3 separate regions of the Zea mays genome follow, and regions 2 and 3 are each linked to region 1. Evidence: chromatin contacts called from public Hi-C data. All regions are on one chromosome and are shown on one strand. The core of a region is the stretch at or near the end of the contact, and the rest is flanking DNA. Distances in the headings are between cores, read along the strand shown.

Region 1 (3,942 bases), core at 462-2,961:
CGTGTAATCTGGTGCATGCCTTTTAGAGTCTCCTCTCTCTCTCTCTCTCTCTCTCTCTCTCTCTCTCTCTCTCTCTCTCTCTCTCTCTGTCACCCTAGTTGATGAACCGATGATCACCCATCATCCAGGAATGGCTTAACAAATCTCCATTAACTGTGAAGTCATTCGCCATTTTTGTTAATCCGTTTGCGCGTCCAGTTTGAAGTCCAAGGGACGAGATGGAGGCAAGAGAAAGTTGCTTGCTGGTTTCAGTTTGTGCACAGATCTGGGATCAGAAGGCACCGGCTGCCTGCCTGACGGAAATGGGATGCTGTGGAGACTGGCAATGTATCCCAGGATGGAAGGATGAGGGTGGAAGCAGTGCAGCCCCAGAATTCAGGAAAAACAGCAAGTGGTTGGAGCTAGCTAGCTACTACTGTGGTAGTAGGTGATACAGTACACAGGTAAAAAGAAAACAGTACGTGCTAGGCCGTACGTGTACGTGCAAAAAGGTGATAACAACTAGCTAGGCTTTATACATCACCACAACACAGCGTACTGTTGCAGAGAGAAACATCACTGCCAACGAGCGCCTGTCAATGAGTGTTCACCAGGACGATGTCAAGGTCCTCTGTTTGCATTGCCCGTACATCTAGTTGGAGTGTTTGGTTCCTACTTCGACTAAAATAAGTATTCCAAATAGGATTTCTAGGGACTACATTTTAGTCATGTTTAGGAGAGCGACTAAAGGAACCATTTAATAATATGCCACATTAAATATTTTTGATGACATGACATAGTATTTAAGGGCATGTACAACCTAGACACTGTTGTACGGTACTCCAAATATAGGATACAACTAAAACACAACATAATACAATGGTCATGTCTAAAACATGTGTCTTACCATATTCATTGTACCAATCAGAGCATTCAATAAATTAAAGTGATCAATCAGCTAGTCTCCTGTCTCGAACATAGAGCTAAGACACTGTGTCTTCGTCAAGATAAATGTCTTAAGTTTTTTCACATTCACCCCCCTAGACACACTTTAAGATACATCTTAAGATACCTATTGTACATGCCCTAAGAGGATTGAGTTTTATTGGGATGAAACCACGTCGGCTGGTTTCCAAGGTCTTGAAAACTGTATGAACCCTTTATTGATAGTGATCTGTTTCACTTCACATATTTTTTACTAACTTCTATTGGTTATTGAGCTGCGGTATTTAATTGATATGTTAGTCTATAAAGACATGTACAACCCATTTAATATGGAGTCTCTTGAGTGGTCTCTAATGGGCTAAGTGAAAAAAATACAAGAGACAAGCACTTCGCGAAGAGTCCGTCTCTTCACAACTTTCCATACAATGTGTCTTTTATCTGTATTTAAGATGTAGGTCTTAGGATTGTATCATGCTGTCTAAGATAGTGCTCAGGTTTGTACATGCTCTAAGATAGTGCTGGAAAGAGTGCGACGAGATTCCCATTTAGAATAAACTTGAGCTTAAAAAACAAGTTTGGTTTCCTATAAAACGACACCGTATGGAGTACTAAACAGACGGATCCAACCAACAAATTCCTTTCACATGCACCTACTTGCGCTACCCCGACCGACCTCCTCCTTCCCCTCCCCACCCCACCCCACGTGCCCTCGCGATTTGGTACGGTGCATGAGTTGGCGGCGCGCGCTCCTTCCCCTCCCATCCCCTCCCCTCCTCAAAGCCCAGCCACCACCACCAGTCAGTCAACGCGTTGTACATTGCCCTCCTTTCCCTCCTCAAAGCCTCAGACGACCCTCACCAACTCGCTCACGCGCTCGATCACTGAAGCAGCACACAGCACAGCAGCAGCAGCAGCAGGCAGCCATCCCAGCCATGGCGGCCGGCGGCAGCGGAGGCGAGGCCGCGCAGAAGGCGCTGCAGTCGGTGGCGCAGAGCACGGGGTGGACGTACAGCCTCCTCTGGCGCCTCTGCCCGCGCCAAGGGTACGCCTTCTTCCTGCCTGCTGCTCCATCGCCGTCCCAACTCTCGTCCTTGCTAAAGCGCTGTCTGACTAACCGATCTGATCACGCATGCATGCATGGCCCTGCTCATCAGCGCGCTGGTCTGGGCGGAGGGCTACTACAACGGCGCCATCAGGACGCGCAAGACGACGATGACGACAGTGCGTCAGCCGGCGGGCGCGGAGGACGCCGGGGACGAGGAGACGGCGCTGCGCCGCAGCCGGCAGCTCAAGGAGCTCTACGACTCGCTGGCGGCGGGGGAGGCCGCTTACGACGGTGGTGGAGGAGTCGGCGACCCACAGCAGCAGCACCAGCAGCAGGTGGCGGTGGTGCCGCCGCCTCGCCGGCCCGTCGCCGCGCTGGCGCCCGAGGACCTGACGGAGACGGAGTGGTTCTACCTCATGTGCGCCTCCTACTGCTTCCCTCCTGCCGTCGGGTAAACCGGCTATAGCCTATATACATACATGCTTTGCTTTGCATGCTACCTCACGTATCTACAGAATGAAGCACAGCACAGCACAGCACAGGGAACGAACGATCGAGCTCAAGGTCTCCACGTGTAAGATATGCAAATAAATAGACCGGCTCTCTATGCTGTTCTATATTTACTAATACTTTTTTTTTCTCATGCATGTTGTTTCACAGGTGATGATGAACCAAATGTTCGTTCCTTCTAATAAGCACCGCATGTACCAACGATCCTCTAAATATTGACCCTGTTTGTTTGGGCAATTTTTAGTTTTTGGCAATAAAAAGCTGCCGCGGATTAGCAAACGTCCCAGCTTTTCAGTCTGTTTCTATAAAAATCGCTAAAAACCATTCAAAATCAACATAAATACATAATCGATCGAGTCGTCACGATAAATTCCATCGCTATCTAGATCTTGAACCCTTTGAACCATTTCATTTTCCTCCGCACGTAATCCCACGATACTCAGATCTTTCCCACAGCCAGATTCTCTCTACAACCAGATTCTCAAAAAAACTGATCAGAAAAAACTGAACCAAACAAACCCATTATTGTCCTTGCTGGCGAGCTAAATCTTACCAGTAAACTATTATACAAAAAGGCCATCATAGAAAATTACCGGAACACATGTTTTTTTGGCGACATTATTGTTTTTTCTTACCAGTAAACTCCTAAGATAATTATTATTTCCACCTTTTTTGAGCTATTATATATACGTACATGACATTCAAAAACAGTTGTCCCGTCCTATTTTATTTACTCTAATGTCTCTTCATATTACTATAGAGCCCGTTTCTTAGTTTGACATTATCATATATCGTCTAATTCGTTATTCGCATCGTCTTATCCTGAACCACCGCGTGCAATTGACTTTGTGCGAGCTTCTATTTGGTTGTCTATACGCGAGAGACACGGGTTGCATATGTGGATGCAAAACAAGATATTTTAAGGCTATTTAGTTGCATCCACTCATACTGCCAAAATTGGCGTACCTAGCCGACCAGGCTCGCATCCGCCTGGTTTGTTGTGCTCAACCATCCAATCAGCCGGATAGCTGATGCAGCATGCATCAATGAATTATCGAATGTCAAAGCACAAACATTTAATTTCATATAACAAACAGATAATGTTCTTTTTTTCGTTGTTGTAACAAGAGAGAAGCTTCCATGTATAAGTCATATACATGTGTAGTGCTTCCACGTTTCAGGTTGCCCGGGGAGGCGTTTGTAAGGAGAGCTCATGTGTGGCTATGTGGTGCAAACAAAGCTGACAGCAAGGTGTTCTCAAGAGCAATTCTCGCTAGGGTACGTACGCATACCGTCTCCATTCTCTTCTATCTCTTTTTTTTTTTAAAAAAATGTTTGGTACTCTTCTAGTCGCAAATATACTTGGCACATTCAATAACATCATACTGTGGCCCATGTGTTGTGAATTGTGATGCAACAAAATTAGTTTTACTATCGTTTTTTTTGAAACATAGCACCTGTAG
Region 2 (3,942 bases), core at 923-3,422, 480 kb after region 1:
TAGTTGACATATAAGCATTGCAGAAACTCAGTTATGGGATCCTTGTAGCTATGCTGCTCCTGCTGAATGACCTTAATCAACTCTTTAAGCATATTCCTTCTCCTTTTGTTAACAACAACTGCAGTAGCTAGGTATCTCAGAAGATGGTGAGCATTTGTCTGTATAGCATTCAAGTACCTGCAAGGGAAACAAATGAGTATGCAAATTTACTGGTATATTCTGAACATTTATAACATTAAACATCAATTCAAAGACAAAAAATAGTAGTGACATCATACTGGATTACAGTTATAAAAAAATTGAATCTGAATCAAACTCAGTTTTTTTTTTCTGGAGAAAGAAACGATTATAAAAACCTACTAGTGGAAAACAGTGTAGTTTTAGACTTCCATGTATACCACCTAATACATTTATGAGGAAGAACTCCAACTGAAATAAAGCATTCACTATTCACTAATTATTGAATCGAAATATCAATGTGCATCTAAACAAAAATAAGGAAATGTGGAAGTATATTTTAATATCTTGAGAACTGTTGATAATAAGTTGTTGCTTCCTAAACTACTATTGCCAGAATGCTACAAATCACAAATCATAATTTTATGTCAGCATACGACGAGTCTTGAGATTTTAACAGACAAACCTGTCCTGGAAGAACAGATCAATGATCCCATTTCTACCATTTTCATGGTTAAAGAAGATGAACAGAGCCCAATGCATCAGCCATATCCTGTTCTGGAGCTGATTCAGAGGTGATGAGAAGTTCTGCCAAAAGATAAGGAAGGAACAAGGTTACTAATATAACATATACAAAGAGCAAAGAACACACTACGAAACATTGATGGTAGAACCTTTGAATCAATTATTTCCTTCAAGCGGTTGAATTCCTCCAAAGCCACATCCCAGTTCTGCATTAGGATTTCTGCTGCTAGCTTTCCCCAGAGGGCACTCACACTTCGCTCAGTATCTGTGCACAAAGCACGATACTGGTACAGGTACTCAGCAGCCCAGGAGTAGTTACCACACTCAAACTGAAATTTGGCATACTGATACAGAGCTTCAATCTGGTCAGGACCAATCTGCATTGTTAAACAAGGATTTAGTTCGTTAGCATTTAGCACAGAAGAGGCTATAACAATAAAAGTGCACAGCTTCAACATTCCATCTGAATTTTGATCTTAGTTAATGTGCACTGTGCTTTCTCGACAGTGCTCCAGCGGCAAAAACTCTGACTCTGAATTGTCCCTTACTGCAGAGTTGAAAGAACATAGACTTCAACTAGGCTCAATTTGAAAGCACTTTTTGGACTATACGATACAAGGAAATCAACTACGATCCTAGGAAGAATTACATGTCTAGATTTTAGGACACCTGCTAGAATACATATAACATACTGAATTATGCATAGTACCAAATAAAGCATATCTCACAATGTACTTATGTGATCCTTAATGTGGGAGCTAAAGTCAGCAGTCAGCCAATTCAAGATTCCTCACAACATGACAACATACTGCAGAACTAGGACCAAATCACTTGTATGATAATGATATATGTAACCACATTTAGCAACGGTAAGATCGATTCACTATATGAGCAAATCCGTTTCAGGATTTTTAGTGACACACAAATCCATAGCTTCGTAACAACGTCTGAAAACGCTCCAAAACACGGAATTCCACCAACCTAACTAAATAAAGCACGCATATATATATCTTTAACAAAAACAAGGCAGAAGCAGACCTGGTATCTCTCCTGGAGCATGTGGATGTTGTACTGTTTGTCGGGCCTGAGCTCCTGCACGAGCTGCGGGTTCTGGAGGAAGGCGACGAGCGGGGCTGCGGCCTCGTCGAGCGACCTGAGCCTGGAGACGACCTCGGAGCGGCGCTTGACCATGTCCTCGGGAACGTCATCGGTGCCGTGGAGGGACTTGTGGATGTCCATGGCGTAGTCGACCATGTTGGTGCCGCTGAGGAGGCGGATCTTGGCCTCCAGGATCTCCGGCCTCGAGTAGAGCTGCCGCTCCTGGAGGAACTCCAGCAGCGGGAAGACCAGGTGCCGGTCCAGCTGCGCCGCCATCAGCGCCGTGAGGTCGTGGTCCGCCATGGCTGGTGCTTCAAGCTCTCTTAGCTGCCTCCCGCGTGCGGCTAGGATTAGGGTTCCTTTCGGGTTTGAGGGGGTGGGGAGCGGGGAGGAAGAAAGAGAGGAGGGCAAGGGAGTTATTTGTAGACATAGCCAAACGGGCCGCCCGGCCAGGCCCGGTCCAGGCCCGGGCCCGATGAAGCCAGGCTCGCTAGACACGGTTGGGAAAATGGGCCAGACCGTCTAAGTCCGCGAGCTCGATTTCTTGTCCGAGTCCGGCCCACAGCGGGTCTAAACGGGTCGAGCACGAAAAAACGGGGCGAAAGCGGGCCGATAAGTACGTTTTAGTGCAAAAAAGCGGGCTTAGAGGTAAACAGGTCATGCCGGACTAGCCTACCGTATCTAGTTTCCTGTCCGAGCCTGGTCCGCTTATTCGTGCCGGGCCAGCCCAGACCCTATATAACTGAGCCGTGTCGGGCTCAAATCGGGCCCAAATAGCGGACTTCGTGTCGGGCTCGCATACCTCGTGCTTATTGACCATCTATAGTTATTTGCCCATTCGCCATTATCAAATACGGGCTTCGCCCAAATGCCATCATAAAATTAGGTTTCGCCACTATGCCATTTTTAACCATCGTTCCACAAACAAAATTTAGAATTATACCAATCCAGTTCAGTGCCATTATCAAACTCGGTCTAAACGCTAAAATGCATTTTGTTGTTTAGGTTCTGTTTGGGAGAGCTTCACTTCAAGAATTTCAATTTTGTTCGAACTTCTTCAACCCAAACAGGTCCAGCTCCACGAGCTTTAGTTTTAAAAAAAATCGAAACTAGAGGCCCGTTTCATGAAATTCATGAAGCTCCATAGAGGGTGCTTCAAAAACACTGTTTTTATATCTCCTCATGAAGCTGTACGAAAATTACCCACCATGCCACTGGTTACGCAACATACAATTTCCGTTTTATCTGGCGACAACCCACTAATCATCAAGAGTAATCAAGGAAACCCACACAAATCAATTGTACTATAGAAGTTGGAGTCCATATACAAACCAAACGCTCCTGGAACTCACCTTAACAATTTGCTGGAGCTGTTTTATAGTAAAACTGGAAACCAAAGCTGAAGTTTTTGAAGTGAAGCTCTCCTAAATAGGGCCTTAATAAGATGAAAAATGATCAATTTCCCTAACTGTTGCCTCATGCCGTATAATAAACTTGCTCTCCTCTCTCCTCGCGCCATGGATCGCTCCGCCGCCGGCGTCTGCCATGGAGGACTTCGCACGCGCGGTGGAGGGCGGGGCTCAAGCTGTCGTAGCTCGTGCTCCCGGGAGGGGTGCCACTGCCGCGCCCGCCGACGGGGATGGAGCGCACTGCAGCCGCTGTGCTCCGCCGCCTGCGGCCCCGCTCGATGCGGCCATCGTGCCTGTGCTTCTCCTCCGCGGCGGCGACGACCACCACCTCGTCCTCCTCGCGGCGTACTCGCACTCTCGTAGAGGTGGCCACGGCTGGAGAAGACGACGAACGCAACCTTGGCACGGGAGCTGGGCTACGGCACGTGTCGTTCGCGAGGACGATGGCGGCCAACTCGGTCAGCACCGCGACGGCGAGGTAGACTGCGTTTGGTTGTAGAATGGAACGATACCTTGTTTGGTCAGAGTTAAAGATTAGCACAGCCTTAAAATTGAAACGCTGTTGTCCTGAAACCGAACGCATCTTTGCGCGACAGCAGGATGTCCTGACGTTCTTTATCGTCCCTCCAATTTTTAAGAGATAACTGAAACAACATTTTAATAATTCTGTCCCAACCTTTTAATCAAACAAATTTATTTGAAGAATCGTCTCATCTTTGTCTTATCCTATTAT
Region 3 (3,942 bases), core at 594-3,093, 400 kb after region 1:
ATATCCCTATATCTGAATGGTATGCACCTATATATAAACAAGGAAGAAGAATGAGACAAGTGAAACACATTGCAAGATTCACATTATTACAAGAGACTGTGTCTACAACCATAGCACTCAAAATTACATGCACAAATCACACTCAACTAAAAGGTATTGGCAAAACCCCCAAGGTATATTTCTTGCTGCAGTGTACACATAACCATTTGCTGAAGCAAAAACAAATGCTTAGCGCAGAAGATGATGCCATTGGTTACTTCATAGCAGTAGAAACTATAAACTTAAGTCCTTTGTTTACAGTGCTCAGTAGACTGCATATCAACTTATGTTTGTATGGAGTAAAATTAAACAGAGTTCAGTACAAGCAGAAAGTAAACTAAGTGATGGTTTTCCAGACACCTTGGTAAAATATTGGACTAGTGCTGCAAAATATTTGCACGCTTAAGTCTATATCCACTTGAAAGAATAAAAGTATAAAAACAAAGAATGCTCACATCACCAACAGGAAACATTAATGTAACAAACAACAGTGACATTTTGCCATTGATGGTCAGCAAACAATGAAGCAGCAAGAAGACAAATCAGCTGTTTTACCTGATGTTATGTAACCTCTAATAAAAGTACCTAACTGTACTCATTGGAACAGGAATTCCCAACAGACTACAGGATAACTTGACCTCTTTCCATGGTCTAAACAATCTCTGCCATTTGGCTCAAGTCGTGCACCTATCTATATATTTTAATCTAGAAATCTATCCGTTTCTTTCAACAGTGTTTGTACATCGCAAAACGAATTAAAAATGGGATTCCTTCCTAAAATTTAATGCATAATTTTAGATAAGATATAAAAATGGTCTAGAAGGACGGAACATGACATACTGCGCTTATGTCATGCATAAAACTAATCGGATTGCGCCAACCTAGAATAAGAATCTGCTACAGAGAACATATGCCTACATTATCCAATGCCAAATGGCCTCTTCTACGCAACTGATTCTAATAGACCCATCAGTCCACAGGCGATTCATTCTACAACGACGCAATTGTGGACAAAACAGATGTCCTTTACGCTGACAGTATCTTGTGATGACATGAAATTTAGTGCAGGACTAATGAATAATAAAACGGTAAAGAAGTGCCGAATGGGCCCTTACATGTCAGGTGAAGAAACTAATGTACTAATGACTAATGACACAGAAACAGGCTACTATTCACCGATTATGACCAATCCAGGACAATTAATCAGCCAGAGAGGTCGACCCTACTCCCAACAGAAGCAGCAGTAAAACACAGGATAGTCGCAGCCCAACAAGGCCACATGCATCCATTCCAGTTGGTAAGCAAACGCTCCCAGCATAGCGAACCTTTAAGCTGCCCAACCAAGCAAGCACCGCAACCGGACAAACCCAATCAGATCGAATCGAGGGCAGATAAAAACGCCTGATGTCTTTGGTGTGTGGATGCGAGAAGGCAGAGGGAGAAGAGCCGTGGTGGTTGGGGGTAGGGAAGGGGGGGCTCCCCTTACGGACGCACCCGGCCACAAGGCGACGGCCGTTCTCGTAGCGCTGCAGGTGCCGGCCCGTGCGGGCCACCAGATCACACATGCCTGCCTCCCCCTCTCCCACCGATCCCACGGCGGGACACAGGCTGTCCCTAGCCAGGCCCCCAACTTCCTAGAGCATCTTCCTTCTCGCGTCAGGACGGCGAGTGCCGGCCGGCGGCGCGCGGCAATGCGGCAGAGCCGTGGGAGGCCAAGGTCGAGAAGTTGTTAGCGTGGACCTCGCTGCACCATGTGGGGCTTGGGGCGCCCAGCCGCTCGCTTCCTCTCCCTCTCTTTTCTTTTTCTTTCTTTCCTTTGTTTTCTCGTTTATATTTTTTGTATTTTGTGTGGTGGTTTTTTAATTCTTTTTACAGCTTTTAAGAATTTCAATTTTTATATGTTTTTATCATGATACAAATATATGAATACACACACTTCACCCCTATGGCACCTCTAAAAAAATTAAGACGACTGGAAACGCATAAGAATTTCACCGAACGCTAGATTATAAACAGTCTTATAATCCATTTATGTATAAAAAAATGTGCGAGATTTTTACCCAAATTCTATATTGTTTACATTTCTTACAGAAGCGACAGCTCACCCATTTGTGTTAAACATGACTAGATTGTGTTCTGCCTGTGAACTGATGGATAGCTCTACCGACCGTTGAAGCACAAACCATGAGCGACATTAATCTCAAAGACAAACCATCACCAACATAGTACCAAAATAGCAAACTCCACAAGCATATAATACCAGTTCGGAATACCATTCCAGCGAAGCAAGCTCTTGGCAATGTTATAATCCGAAAAAAAAAATACTCAGTTTGTCGAGTTCTCCCGCATGTTGGTGTCATCCCTAGTCCCTACTCACCAGTATGTGTGGCCAATGTGAATTAAATAGGATTAGAAAAAAATTAATTTTTTTGACTTACTATATATTTAAGCCAACGTCCAATCTATATAGATTAAGACTAAAACGAAAAATTAGCATATCATGTATATAACCGTGTAATATTTAAAATGTAGAGTTTAAAAAATAAGAGATAAGGATGAGTAAGGTGGCGTTTAGTTCCCGATGGATTTTTAGAATCTGGATAATGCACAAAATCTAATGCAAATCTCATTATCAACTTATGGAAAGATTGTACGATTCTGGTATAAAATCCAATGCAAAATTAAGGAGGTGTTTAATTTGCAATGAGATTCTAAAAATGGGATAGAAAACAAACATGGCCTAAGGGCATGTGTAACCCATCTAATATATGGGTTTTTAAAGATATTTATAGTAAGGATGGCAACAAGTTTGAAACTCGCGGGTAGAGCGTTTACAGACCCGCACCCATACTTGTCACCCCGCGACGAGTATAATATGCTACTCATACCCGCTACCCACGGATACCACAAACTCGTGGACATACCCACGGGCCCATAATTATACACATACATTTATACATCTCATGTATATATACATATATTTATATACATATATTATACAAATATATATATATATATATATGCACACCTATATAAATATATATATGCATATACATATATATACATAAACATATATATATTAACTGCGGGTATACGGGTTTGCGTGCACGGGTACAATGTTTTCATACCTGCGAGAAAAAACCTGTTGGATTGAGAATCAAACCCACGCTCGTACACGCGGATACAAACTCACATCCAAACCCACACCATATATGGTTTTTACCCGCGGGCACGCGGGTAAAATGTGCACGTTGCCATCCCTAATCTCTAGGGAGTTAATTGAAAAAATATATAAGAGACGATCTCTTCGCAAAGAGCTCGTCTCTTCACGACTCTACATACATATTATCTCTTAATTGTATGTAGAGGGTGTTTGAATGTACTAGAGATAATAGTTATTGACTAAAATTAGCTAGAGACGTCTAAACACTCTAGCTAATAGTTTAGTTATTAGCTATTTTTAATAAATTAGTTAATAGTTAGTTGTTCAGTTCCTCCGTTTCAAATTAAAATTCGTTTTAGTCAATTCATAGGTTCATACAATAATTAACGTATGTGTTTTATATATGTGTCTAGATTCATCTTTATCTAGTTGAATATAGACATAAAAAATAAGACCTAAAACGGCTTGTTGAGAACATGTTCGCCTCGACATGTTAATCCAACGGGGAAATGGAAAATGTGCTTGTAAGGTTGGGTATGGAATGCCAAAAGCTTTGTTTCTTACTGTAGCGGGGCACTGTACGGGGGTATTTATAGGTACTCGAGTGGCCGTCTGTCCTTGCCAAAGACGTTTATGCCCTCGAGTACCCAGTTTATTCCCAGAATATTCCCACGAGGGGAGGTTACAGGCGGTCATTACGGTAAACCCTATTACAGACACGACCCTTATCGCGCTTGTCC

The links. Hi-C and Micro-C count contacts between places; a contact is called where the count stands out from the background.
Region 2: a contact with region 1 is called in a Hi-C map of ear, with 2.5 times the contacts expected there. The contact joins the promoter of LOC100193141 here to the promoter of LOC103632119 in region 1. A contact is called at or near these places in 3 of 25 Hi-C or Micro-C datasets (ear, endosperm and tassel).
Region 3: a contact with region 1 is called in a Hi-C map of ear, with 1.9 times the contacts expected there. The contact joins the promoter of LOC100282227 here to the promoter of LOC103632119 in region 1. A contact is called at or near these places in 2 of 25 Hi-C or Micro-C datasets (ear and tassel).

Annotation. Positions count from the first base shown.
Region 1 is chr7:19,933,106-19,937,047 of Zm-B73-REFERENCE-NAM-5.0, forward strand. It overlaps LOC103632119, which reads left to right and starts at 1,712. Exons shown (of 9, transcript XM_008653965.2): 1 at 1,712-1,966; 2 at 2,079-2,420; 3 at 3,661-3,757. The coding sequence starts at 1,857. LOC542351 (kinase associated protein phosphatase) reads left to right here. Exons shown (of 13, transcript NM_001111928.1): 13 at 1-158.
Region 2 is chr7:20,412,915-20,416,856 of Zm-B73-REFERENCE-NAM-5.0, forward strand. LOC100193141 reads right to left here and starts at 2,173. Exons shown (of 7, transcript NM_001138299.1): 1 at 1,741-2,173; 2 at 852-1,079; 3 at 644-765; 4 at 1-177. The coding sequence starts at 2,103.
Region 3 is chr7:20,337,346-20,341,287 of Zm-B73-REFERENCE-NAM-5.0, forward strand. LOC100282227 (nudix hydrolase 13) reads right to left here and starts at 1,844. Exons shown (of 4, transcript NM_001155139.1): 1 at 1,534-1,844; 2 at 1-27. The coding sequence starts at 1,604.